Regions from separate parts of the Mus musculus genome. Here region 2 is linked to region 1. Evidence: chromatin contacts called from public HiChIP or PLAC-seq data. All regions are on one chromosome and are shown on one strand. The core of a region is the stretch at or near the end of the contact, and the rest is flanking DNA. Distances in the headings are between cores, read along the strand shown.

The links. HiChIP or PLAC-seq counts read pairs in DNA pulled down with a chosen protein or histone mark.
Region 2: a FOXA1 HiChIP or PLAC-seq map of pancreatic cancer cells shows a contact between it and region 1. The contact joins two enhancer-like sites. A contact is called at or near these places in 2 of 115 datasets of contacts at active chromatin or transcription factors (the NIH/3T3 cell line and pancreatic cancer cells).

What each region holds. Positions count from the first base shown.
Region 1 is chr2:108,676,304-108,679,662 of GRCm38.p6, forward strand. No RefSeq gene overlaps it. Among named protein-coding and RNA genes, the nearest start is that of Gm39905, 200 kb to the right of the region's middle. Within about 2 kb of position 1,763, at least 9 of the 459 cell types and tissues checked have an H3K27ac peak or open chromatin away from gene starts, as enhancers often do. A contact at or near this core is called in pancreatic cancer cells, where this site is marked.
Region 2 is chr2:109,404,729-109,408,092 of GRCm38.p6, forward strand. No RefSeq gene overlaps it. Among named protein-coding and RNA genes, the nearest start is that of Kif18a, 130 kb to the left of the region's middle. Within about 2 kb of position 2,028, at least 48 of the 459 cell types and tissues checked have an H3K27ac peak or open chromatin away from gene starts, as enhancers often do. A contact at or near this core is called in pancreatic cancer cells, where this site is marked.

The sequences.
Region 1 (3,359 bases), core at 513-3,012:
CATGTATTGTTTACATAATAATTGTATGTATCATTATTGATTACATTAAATATCAGATTAAATCAAATATACATTACAACATAGGCGTATTATTAATATTTTGCTGAATATTTTCCTCATATTTTAAGAATGATTTAATTTTTATTTTATGTGTATATGCTTATACCTACAATTGTAGTTGAGCACTGTGTAAATGGCTGATAACTACAGAGACCTAAAGATGGTGTCAGATGCCTCTGTACTGGAGTGTATGACTGTGTATATGGAGTATATGATTGTGTACCACCACGTGGAGGTTGGGAACTGGACCTCTACACATGCAGCTAGTGCATTTATCCACTGAGTCATCTCTCTAGCATGCTTTCCTAAGATTTTATTCTGCTCAGCCTTTCTTTTTGTGGCTCTAACAGGGAGAGAAGCATTTTGGTAATAGGATGGGGAGGTGCTTAATTTCTAATAAAAAGTAATGTGATAATCTAAGCTAGGTATAGTAGTTTATTTTTGTAGTGAAAGCACTTAAGAAGCTGAAGCAGAAGGACTGCCACAAGTATAAGACTAGTCTGTAATTTTTCACACAATATATTCTGATAACATTCTTTTCCATCTCCTTGAAGATCCTACCCATCTCCCTACCCACCCAACTTTGTGTTCTCTGTCTTTCTCTGTCTGTCTCTCTCTGCCTGTCACTCTCTGTCTGTCTCTGTCTCTGCTCCCCCCCCCCCCACCAAAGCCAAAAATCAAAAGAAACTAAGAAAAAGTTAAAAATAAGCAAATCACAAAGAGCCCTGGGTGTGTTTTGTGTTGGTGGATTACTCCTGGGAATAGCCTTGCCCTGGGGTGTGTCACTCCATTGAAGAAAACTGCTATTGCCTTTCCCAGCATGTATCAATTGCAAATAGCTTCTTGTTAGGGGCTAGACTTCCGACTTTTTCTTATTGTTAGGAAATGTTTTCTGGTGTAAACCTGTTCCGGTGTCTTGTTCGATTTTTAAAGAGATTTTTTTTTTTAAGTATTTTGGTACACACTTCTAATCCCAACACTTGAGAGGCTAAAACAGGTTAAACATAAATTCAAGGATGTCCTGAATGTTTTAAAAAGACTCTTTAAAAAGAAGAATGAGAGAGAGACAGAGACACAGTCAGAGGCAGAGGCAGAGACAGACAGAAAGAGACAGACAGAGACAGAGACAGGGAGAGGAATGAAGAAGAGGAGGGACAGAGGAGTAATTTCTGTAAGGAGAGATGTTTCATATTGAGACTTTTCCAGATCAGACTACCTGATCTATGGAATCCCTAAATATAAAATATCTATCATGGGGATCAACACATGGTAAAATATAATAAGTAATATTTACTATACCATCTAGTTCTGGAAGTTCTGGGTTAAATAGATGCATCATGTTTTGTGTTAAATGATTTCTCAATTACTCAATTTAATAGCTAGCTGAGATTACCTTCATGTCAATTCTGTTTTATTTTACAGCACATAGAAGATTCAATGATTAATAGTGACCACTGTGGCATCTTTGTCCCCACCCTACCGTCCTTTAGAAAATTAATGAAACGTAAAAACCATCTTGGCTAAGAGCCATAAAACATCTACAGGGCTTACCACATTGTAAAATAAAGTCTACTTCTGCTCACAAAGTTTCCCAACTGGCCACTTAATAATTGACTCACTAAAACCCAGCCCTCTGTAGCCAGGCTTGTTTGTAGCCAAGTATTTTATCAGCTGGATTGAAGAATAGAGTCATTAGCTAAATTTTTAGGCATTAGCCAATGGGCATGGTGCCTTCCATTTGATTTCCAAGGACAAATATACTCACAAGCCATTCTAGTGTATGAATAACAGAGTTAATAGCATATTATCATACCATGTGGTGAGCAGCACATAATGTGCTCAGTACTCTACAATGAGATCACTAGACTTGACACCCAAGAGTGGATTTGTGCCTCTCTTCTTACAACTTGTGACTATCTAAGTCCTGCCATGTCACATAAGGAGCTCACCTACAAAACCCAGGCAAAGATAACAGCCTACCTAAGTTTTTTAGAGTAACTGCAATATAGATTTACTATTAACTAAATATTGGCTGTGAAACACATATTGTCATGCAGGGCACGTTGCTTGGTTTTACTTTTCAATCTCTACCGTTACCCAGAACACTATTTGTAGATTTTACATGTTTAGTAATAGATGTTAACCAGAATATATTAAGGTTACAACACCTGAGAAATGTCTACATGGGTGGAAAATATGCTTCTTCCTAGAAACTAGGTATAGTAGTTCATGCCTGCAGTTCCAGCACTTAGGAATCTGGCCTGGGAGGACTGCCACGAGTATGAGACTAACCTGGCCTATATAATGAGTTCCCGGTCATCCTGGAACTAAAATGTGAGACTCTCTCTAAAAAATTAAATAAAAAATGAAAAATTAAAATAAAAAGTTCTAAACTGGAAAATATCCCACAGATGACAGAATTATTTTCTCCATATATCTGAACACTCACAGTTTTTGTAATGTGAAAAATACAGATTCTAGAATTCTTTATAAATACTATTTATTCTGCTTCCAGGATGGCTATATTTTATAGGCCATTCAAGAAGACATTTCATTAGGTTTTTACAAGAAAAATCAAAACTAGGATACAAAGAAACATAGCATGCTATAAAATATTCAGTAAGGGTCTACCCAAAGTGATGCTAGTAGTGTAAATCCAGTCAACACTAAATGACTTCTACTACACACATGGAAGGACAGAGACCTGTTAGTCAGGAGATCTATTTGCAGAGAAATTTTAAAAAATGAGATGTGCTTGATATTTTCTTATGCCTCCAACTCATTGGATTTTTGTTTTGTTTTGTTTTGAGTTTATGAAAAAAAAAGTCTTGCCAAAGAGAGTTTTGTTTTTCTTTCTTCCTTTCTTTCTCTCTCTTTTTTCTTCCTTTCTTTCTTTCTTTCTTTCTTTCTTTCTTTCTTTCTTCTTCTTCTTCTTCCTCTCTCTCTCTCTCTCTCTCTCTCTCTCTCTCTCTCTCTCTTTGTTTCCTCCCTTACTTATTTATTTTGTTGTTCTGTTGTGGGTTTTGGTTTTTTGTAGCCTCTTGTTCTCAAAGCCATTATACAGTTCAGGCTAGTATTGAACTTATAGCAATCCTCTTGCTTAGCCTCCTTAGTGCTGAGATTTCAGGCCTGGGTTATCATACCTTTTCCATTGCTATTGCTATTGCTATTGTGTCAAAGTTCTTCTATAACAACAACAAAAAAGCAAACAAGCAAACAAACAAACAAACAAACAAACAAAAAACTACAGTCATTGCCCTTCAAAACTTCTTTTTGAATCCTGCCTCAGTTGGGGCTAT
Region 2 (3,364 bases), core at 778-3,277, 730 kb after region 1:
AGGTATTTTAATACATTCAAGTGATTGTGATCACTTCTGAATTTTCAGACCTAGCACATAAATGGAAAGAGTCCCATCTCTAAACTGAGAAACATGACATCCATGTACAAAGAAACAGAAAATTTGTGTGGAACATTTGGTGCCAATGTAAAACATAAAGTTTGGTGATAAGGAAAAAATATTTCAGAACGGTGTGCATAATATACTTCTATTTTTAAAATTGATGTTGAAATCATATATACCAAGAAAAGTTTTATGCGTAGCAAAATTACAAAAAGTTTTGAAGATATGCATACCTTATAATGACAGTTAACCCAATTCAATGATTACAGAGAGCATCCAAGACATTCAATATATATATATATATATATATATATAGATATATATATATATAGATAGATAGATAGATAGATAGATAGATATAGATATATCATAGTGCTTGAGTATTCCTAGTCCTCCAGCAAGTTTCTGTATATTTCCCTTTCTATTAACACATCTACTCATCAGTCTTCATGGCATTTTAGGTCTTGATTGAGCCACTGCAAGAAAGCTATATGATAGCTAAGAACTGTATCGTTGCATTCAGAAAGACCTGGGTATCAAATATGGTCCCATCACTTATCGGTGACATGGCTTAAGATAATTGGCCTGATTTTAGGCTTTTAATTTCTCATTGCAAATGAAGCTAAAATATTTATATTATACCCCCCCTAAAGTGACCCAGTCTAATAATGAATGATCACATTTCAATCAAGAGATCCCTTAAATAATACTTTTCCAGAATTTATGAAACCTGTTAAGATCACCACAAACAAGGAAAATCTGGGATACTGTTATAACTATGAGATGTTTAGGAAGACTTGTCAACTGAAGAGAATGAGGGGTTCAAGCTGAGATAGATCATCAATGGAAAAAGACATCAGGTAAAAGCAAAGGGATTCTAAATAGCATGTGGAGTTTGGTTAATAACAAATGCTAATTCATTTATTATATAATGATATAAAGTATTAGTAGCAGGGCAAATTGTGTATGAAGTACATAGGAACACTCTGTGTGACCTTCGGAATAGTTTGTAAATTTAAACCTTATTATAAAAGAAATAAATACTGACTCATGGGTATATATAAGGTACAAACTTTGCATTTCGGTACCTTGTAGGCAGAATAGAGTCCAATCAATAGCAGCAATTCCTATTAGGCTATCCTACCTTGCTTTTCTCTCTCACTGTCACTGTCTCTTAGTGTCTTAGGAAGTGTTCACAACACTCTGTAAGGCACCTTCCAGCTAGGAGACTCTGAGCCTCTCTCACTGAATTTCCTTGGACCTGATTTGCTATATGTGAGTAATAGTCACCATCCTTCCAACCTCCTTGGACACAGTAAAATAACTTGATATTTACTTTCTTTATTATCCAGCTCAATGCAGCACTTAGGCTCTCTTGGAAGTTTCCTTTATCAAAAGACTAGGAATCAGAATGGTTATCCACACACACCCCCTGCCGCACCCCTGCAATGGCTTCAGAGGATTGACTATTAGATTCTGATGTCAGAGAAGCCACTATCACTAGTCCTGTGCATCTGGGCTTATAACAAGAAAGCCATAAACAGAAGGACTCTGGAAAGTGGTCCAGGAAAAAAAAATCAAACTTCTCTGCACAAACCCAAGATCTCTGGGCTGACTACCTTATGGCTTGTAGGGCTGTCTCATTCTCCATTGGCTCTTTAGGAGCCTGTTTGCAAAATCTCATCAAAGCTCTTTCAAGAAGAGAAATTAACTAAGTGCAAGTTGAAGTGTGTATGCTCTTCTGTGTGGCCCCAGAATGATTTGAGTCTACTGAATGGAATTTCATACATGTGTTGAGTGAAGTGATTTATTATGGGTGGTAATGGAAATTAATTTCACTTTGAACCCTGGGGCACCAGAAAATGCCTAAGTGCTGAGCCATTTTCTGTAAGTAGGCTATAAAGCAGCAACGTGCTTCTGACTGGGTGGTGAGGTGGCAATGACCACTTGTAAAACAATGAGCTAGAATAGGAAGTTAATGGGCCCTGGCCGTCAGGCAGCCTCTAGAGCCCGTCCTACTAGCCTCTGCTGTCAGGGGATTCTCAGGCTTCTTGGCGCCATGGATAATGGATACAGCAACAGTCCCCGTATGCTCAAGGAGAGCCAAAGAGAATAGGGTAACATTCCTTGAAGGTCAATGACCAAGCATGACCAAAACACTTGGCTCAGGGGGTAACCCCATCGCTGGGACTACCCTTAGTAGGAAGCAAACTGGTTCAGAGCTATAAATGGCCAGAGAAGATCCTGTTTCTAAGAATGACCTCAGCTAAAGCGCTCAGTGCTGCATTTGAGAAGAAAAGTGTTTACCTAGAGGACCTGTGGAGGTTTCCACCACACTCTACTGATTCAAAAACTTGAAAAATTCCCAGTTCGTAAACAAAATTGTCAAAAAAATTAACAAAATACAGTCTTTTAAACAAATGGTATTGAGGAAACAGTTTCAACGAATAGAAAAGTGAAACTAGAACCAGTATCTTTCATCTTGTATATAAATGAATTCAAATTAGATAAAGGACCCTACTGTAAGACCTAAAACTTGGAAACTACCCAAGGACAACTGAAAAAAGACTTCGAGATATAAAAAAAATAGGCAAGAGCTTTCTCAAAAGGATTTCAAAGCATGAGAAACCAACCACCCTAGAAACTGACCAGAGGAGGATTGCATGGTATTAAACATCTTCTGCACAACAAAGAAAACATTTAGTAGAGGGAAGAGACAACCTACCAAAAAACAAACAAGCAAACAAACAAAAAAACAAATTCTTGCCAACTCCATATTAACTGGGGAATTAATATTTGGATATACAAAGAACTTGAAAACTTAAACAGCCAAACTCCAAATCCCATTAAAAATGAGCTAGTGAACTAAATAGGTTGTTATCAAAAGAAAAAAATACAGATGGCCAATAAATATATGTGGAGAATGCTTAACACTCTTAGCCAACAGAAGATTGGGAATTAAAACTATTTTTCAATAATATCTCTCTCACTCCAGCCAGAAGAAAACAGATGGCAATAGTTCCTTGTGAGGACATCAGGAAAGATAGCTCATTATATACAGCTGTTGGGAATTTGCACTGGCCCATTCATAATGGAAATCAGTGTGGATGTTCCTCAAAAACTGCTTTATAATCCAGCTGCAATGCTTTGGGGTATATACCTAAGGACTTCTAGCTAGCACTCCATAGTGATACTTGCATGGCTATGTTTATTGCTGTATTATTCAAAATAACCAGGTAATGTAACCACTTTAGATGTTCATTAACAGCTAAATGAGTGAAAAATGTGGTTCACATACACA